2 separate regions of the Sus scrofa genome follow, and region 1 is linked to region 2. Evidence: chromatin contacts called from public HiChIP or PLAC-seq data. All regions are on one chromosome and are shown on one strand. The core of a region is the stretch at or near the end of the contact, and the rest is flanking DNA. Distances in the headings are between cores, read along the strand shown.

Evidence for each region. HiChIP or PLAC-seq counts read pairs in DNA pulled down with a chosen protein or histone mark.
Region 1: an H3K27ac HiChIP or PLAC-seq map of alveolar macrophages shows a contact between it and region 2. The contact joins two enhancer-like sites. A contact is called at or near these places in 2 of 5 promoter capture datasets (fetal liver and liver), 28 of 47 Hi-C or Micro-C datasets (adipocytes, adipose tissue, alveolar macrophages and 16 more) and 2 of 2 datasets of contacts at active chromatin or transcription factors (alveolar macrophages and skeletal muscle).

What each region holds. Positions count from the first base shown.
Region 1 is chr6:95,052,877-95,055,576 of Sscrofa11.1, reverse strand. All of the region lies in intron 2 of MACF1 (microtubule-actin cross-linking factor 1), which reads right to left. Among named protein-coding and RNA genes, the nearest start is that of MACF1, 94 kb to the right of the region's middle. Within about 2 kb of position 1,351, at least 11 of the 83 cell types and tissues checked have an H3K27ac peak or open chromatin away from gene starts, as enhancers often do. A contact at or near this core is called in alveolar macrophages and fetal liver, where this site is marked.
Region 2 is chr6:94,977,956-94,980,655 of Sscrofa11.1, reverse strand. The region is part of intron 2 of MACF1 (microtubule-actin cross-linking factor 1); the gene reads right to left. Among named protein-coding and RNA genes, the nearest start is that of MACF1, 19 kb to the right of the region's middle. Within about 2 kb of position 1,320, at least 55 of the 83 cell types and tissues checked have an H3K27ac peak or open chromatin away from gene starts, as enhancers often do. A contact at or near this core is called in alveolar macrophages and fetal liver, where this site is marked.

The DNA.
Region 1 (2,700 bases), core at 102-2,601, 75 kb before region 2:
GAGAACATATCCCACTGAGTTCGTTGGCACTTCAGGTTAAAAGACTCTGCTAATGATTTGTTATTTCATGGAGAGATACAGAGAGAAGTGCCACAAGGAGGGAGGAGAAATAGTGCCAATGAGGGCCCTGGGAAGCCCAGCACCTTCCTCTAAGAAACAAGTTGTGTGATTCATGTCCTCTGTACCCCATCCCAAAGATCACTTTTACTTCCACAGTGTACCCAGTAGTATCATCCAAAAACAGAGGTTGCAACAATTAAAGGCAGAACCAAATAATACATAAAGCTTTCCTCCCTCCTTTTCTAATTTCAGGGGTTTTGTCTGTTTGTTTGGCTTGTTGCTTGTTTGTTACTTTTTCTTCTTGCTTATGATATATCTTAAAGAGAAGCAGTATCTCCTCTTCTTGGAAGAGTCTTATACTATCTAAAAGTCCCTATTTCCACCCCACTTTCAGATGAATGATTCATAAAGCATAAAAGCAGCAACTGATACTGTTAAGCCATCTCTCCCTGATATTTTGTGAGACCTGAATCCTAAGGCAGAATACTAGCAATAAATATCTTCTCTTTTACCTTCTGTAAACTGATTTAGCCTCCAACCTCACAATCACACAGACCCTGGTAGGTGTTAAAACACAGCGATGACCAGGAGCACTCCTCACAGTCGTAACATAAATGGGAGCCTCAACACCTAACCAATTTGAGTGCTTTGCAACATGAAAAGATACCAGCGCTTAACTATCCTTCCCCCTGACTCTTAAGTTTCCCCCACTTATCAGCTTCATCCATACACACCAAGGAAGGGCACTCAACTCAAAGAAAAAAAGAAAAAAAAGGAAACTTAACTAAGATTAGAGCACAGACCCAGCTCTTGCCAAAACACTGGAGGGAAGCAGTACTTCTGGCAATAAGGTAAAGTCCCTGGGATCCAACCCTCTAGTATCTAGGCAAGCTCTTGTATCTAACACACCAGGGGAAATGAGCCACCATGAATGTGTGATTTTCCACTCTCAGATATAGACCCTGCGAGCCATGGAGCTGATGCACAGAGTACAGGAACCCCTACACACAACGCATGTGAAATAAATCTACAACTCGCACAGAATGTCATGAGATGTCTCACCCAGATACAAACACAGTACACCCAAGACAGGCACAGGCTTGACCACATGCACTGAAGGCACTGAACAGCACACACCAGGGCTCAGGAGAAAGGAACTGAAAAACAGGTGACGCTTCCTGTGATCCATGCCAGTCAGCCATTCTGACTACCCAGGCAACCATACTATCTAGCACCTCCCTCAGCCCCTCAGTCAAGGTTCCTGTCTCCACCTGCTCCTGTGACATCGTCCTATCATTACATTTTCTTTGAAATTCCTTTGATGAAAAATGAGTCACCTCTTCCTGCCAACATAGGACTAAGCCTTTTCCAGGAAAGTCATTCTCATCTGTCAATCCTCTGGGGGCAGGGCGCCACCCAGCGGCTCCTCCAGCTACCTCCACACCTCCTAGGAAAGAATGCCTCAGAGCACGGTCAACAGCCTGGAGGAAAAATGTAAGAAATGAAAAGAAGTAAGGTTCTTGGTGGAGCCAGGAATGGGGTTTGGGACCCAAAACATAATCTATTCCAGGAGATACACAGTTGAAGGGATAAATAAGAAGTACCAGGGCAGGGCAAGGACAGTCACACTTAAAACTTGGAATGGCTTCAACCTCAGAGAACCCATCTTAAAAGGTTTGGTTCCTGATACAAAGCGCCATCAACTATTCTGTAAGAAGTAATTGCAAACCCACATTTCTTACCTTGAGGCTTTGGGGCAACAGTAATCTACCCAGTGCTCAAGACAGTGATGCTCTAACTTTGAGATTCATGGTGGCATAGATAAGGAGTCAAGTTTAAACTGACAAAATCCTAGTTAGACATACAAATCACCCTAAATTTGGGGGGTAAAAGCTTTACTGAACTTCATTCACATAACACCTAATCCATCCTTTTAAAGTATATCATTCAGTGGATCTTAGAATATTCACAGAGTTGGGCAACCATCACCATCATGTAATGTTAGAACATTTCATCACCCCAAAAAGAAACCCTATGTCCATTAGCAGTAACTTCCTAACCCACCTTCCCCTAAACTCTGGCAACCACTAATCAATCTACTGTCTCTATGAATCTGCCTATTCTGTATAATGGAATCATACAGTATGTGGTCTCTGGTGTCAGGCTCCTTTCACTTAGAGCAGAATGTTTTCAAGTTGGCTCCTTTTGCTTAGCATAATATCTAATGTGATCCATGTTAGTATCAATTATTATTTCATTTCTTCTCATTGCCGAATAAATATTCCATTGTATGGATATGCCACATTTTGTTTATCCTTTCATCAACTGATGGATATTTAGGTTGTTTCTACTTCTGAGCTATTATGAATAATGCTGCCATGAGCATTTGTGTACAAGTTTTGTTGGATGTATATTTTCATTTCTTTGGATATATGCTTAGTAGAACTGCTGGATCATGTGGCAACTCCAACTTTTTGAGGAAGCACCAAATTGTTTTCCAAAGCAGTTCTACAGTTTTACATTCCCACCACCAATATAGGAGGGTTCGAATTTCTCCATATCTTCATGTGCCTTTTTGATTACAGTAACTACTCTGGTGGGTATGAAGTGGTAGCTCATTGTGGCACTGATTATATGTTT
Region 2 (2,700 bases), core at 71-2,570:
ATTTTACAGCTTTTTCATTAGTTTCCCTTCACTGGGTAGGTGTTGTAAACAAGCATGCTGGACCCGGTCATAAGAGCTGAAGTTTCCTCTCCTTCACATGAAAAGAAACTAAAGGCCCAATCACAAGGGCCACAGCTGAATAAAACAGGAGAAAGTGCTGCCCATGTAGTTTCTGGGAAAATCTCCATGTCTGTGGAAAGCACAACTGCTACACAAAGCCAAACCCCAGAACTGGATGTTAAAGATCAGAGCCGGGGGGCCTCCTAAGGCCACTGCATCCCTGGCTTCCACGTAAGGGGCACCTACACCAGTTAGGGAAATGCGGTCCACCGAGCCTCTGGGCCTGTCAAAACTTTCTCTGCAGGGTTTGGATGAAGCATTAACTTGCAGAACTTCTTAGCAAGAGAGCTTCCAGGACCGGAAATCCGAGCTCCAAAACAAATCTTTATTTGGGGGTGGGAGGTAAAAAGCAGTAGACCCCCGCCTCATCAGGCTCGAAGCCCAGGGGCTGGGGGTGGGAGGAGGCCTCGTCACCAAAACTGCACACTCACGGACCCCGGCGGATGCTCGCCCGCTGCCCCCCGACCCCCAAGTGACCGAGGTGGTTCACAGCCTCGGCTGCCATGCGACCGATCGGAGGCCGAGGGAGACAAAAGGGGGCGAGGGACCCTTGGCGGGCACGCGGAGGTCCGAGCCTCTCCAAGGACGGGTGGTTTCTCCCGCCCCGGCTCCTCCTCCTCCCCGCACTCCCCGCCGCGTTAGGTCTCCGAGCAGCTCCCGGCCTCGCCTCCTTCCAGCGGGGGCCAGATAACAGGGCACATAATGTAACTAGTGCTGTGAAGGCGCCGTCCCAGGTGGGAGAGGGCTCGGCGGCTCACCTCAACTCCGGAAACGAGCGGGCCCCGGCCCACGGCCGCTCCGGCCCGGCCCCAGCACCGGTGGGCGCCACCCCGCCCGCCGCCCCACCTGCCGCGGGCCCGGCTCTGGCCAGTCCCCGGCCCCGGCCGCCCGCCGCCGCACCTTTGTAGCGCTCCAGCACATCCTCGTACGCCTGCACGAACTCCTTCTCCTGGCTGCGGTTGGCCGGCTGCTGACCCGGCACGTAGCCGGCCATGGCCGCCCGCGCCGCGCTCTCCCGGGGCCCCGGCGGACGCCGCTTCCAGGCCCGCGCGCTGAGGCGGCGGCGGCAGCTGCCCCAGCCTCGGCCCTTTGTGCGGCCCGGGGGCGGCGGCGGCGCCCCGACTCTCGGCTCTCCGCTTCGCGCTCGCCTCGCCCGGCCTGCCGCTCGCGCTCGCTCCTGAGCCCGCTCGCCCGGCTGCTCGCGCTCCGCCGCCGGTCCCGCTGGCGTTTCCGCCTCCCCACCCCTCGGCTGCGCTCCTCCCTCAGCCCGCCCCGCCGGCGGCGGCGGCGGCGACGGCGGCGTCTCCTCCCGTCGGGAGCGCCAGGCCCGGCCCGCTCCCCGCCCCTCTCCCCGCCGCCCCCGCGGCCCGGCGCGTCATCGGCCCCGGGGCTGCCCACCCGGGTGCCCCCCACCCGGGGCTGCGGACCCCCGCCCGACCCGGACGGGAGGCCGGCCCCCGCGGGGGCGTTCCGCCGGAGCCCGGCCGGGTGGGAGGCCCCTGGCTGGTGGGATGAAAGGCCCGGCCGGCCGCAGCGGCGGGGAGAGGCCCGGGCCCACTCGGCGGGGCGGGCGGGTGGCCCAGGCGGCGCGGACCCGCACCCCGAGCCGGGACAAAGGAGGGAGCCCCCTGGCTGAAGAGAAACCGAGCTGGGCCTGTGCGGCGCTGGAGAAGGACCCAGCGAACCTGTAGGGAAGGGAGAGCCGAAGACCTAGATAGATCCCCAGGCTAGACAGGGTCAGAATGAGGCCGGGGGAGGCCAAGGGAACACTCAGACCACAAAGAACCCCAGGAACAAAGGGTTTTCCAGAAACTGAACTCGAAATGAGAGGGCAGACCCAGCTCCATGAAGTAAACCAGGCCAAGAATGAGGAGCCAGGGCCTGAGAAATGACACCTGAGGGAATGAAAACAGGATTCTGATTGCACGACGGGGTGCATGAGACAGGAGGACACAAATCTATAGGGAAGAGATGCAACAGGATTATTACACTGTGACAGCCATGGGAACAGAGAGGCTTAGATCAAAAGGGAGAGATGTGGGAACCTGAGGCTGAAGCAGGACTTCTACGGAACAAAGAAAAGGGTTCTGGAGCATAGCTGGGAGGGGAAGGAAAAGGGAAGCCAATTTTCCTCTGCCATCAGGGAAAAGGAAAGAGTGAAGAAAGGACTCTGGTAAATACCGTTAGGGAGGTACTGGGGACCACTTTGAGGCGGGAGTTCCCAACGTGCTCTGCTCCTCCAGTCAGTTCTGTATCCTTCAGTCCCAGAGTCATGGAGGGCACTGGGGCCAACCAAGAGCAGTGATTGAGGAACTCCCGTAAATGCAGGTGATCTTTTTGCCACATCTACCCCCATCCAGCCATTATCCTACCCAGCCAGGACAAGTCTATTGACTTGATTTGGGGGGGGGGATTGCAGGTGGAAAAGCAGTTGTAGGTTAAAAGGCTGGCTGACCTCATAATAACAGCACTTTAGCAAGTAAAAAAAGAATTCATGTGATACTGAGCAGAGGAAATTGGGGTTCGGGCTTCCATTTCAGTCCCATTCTTGAGATTTTTAAGAGAGCTTCTCACCCCCAG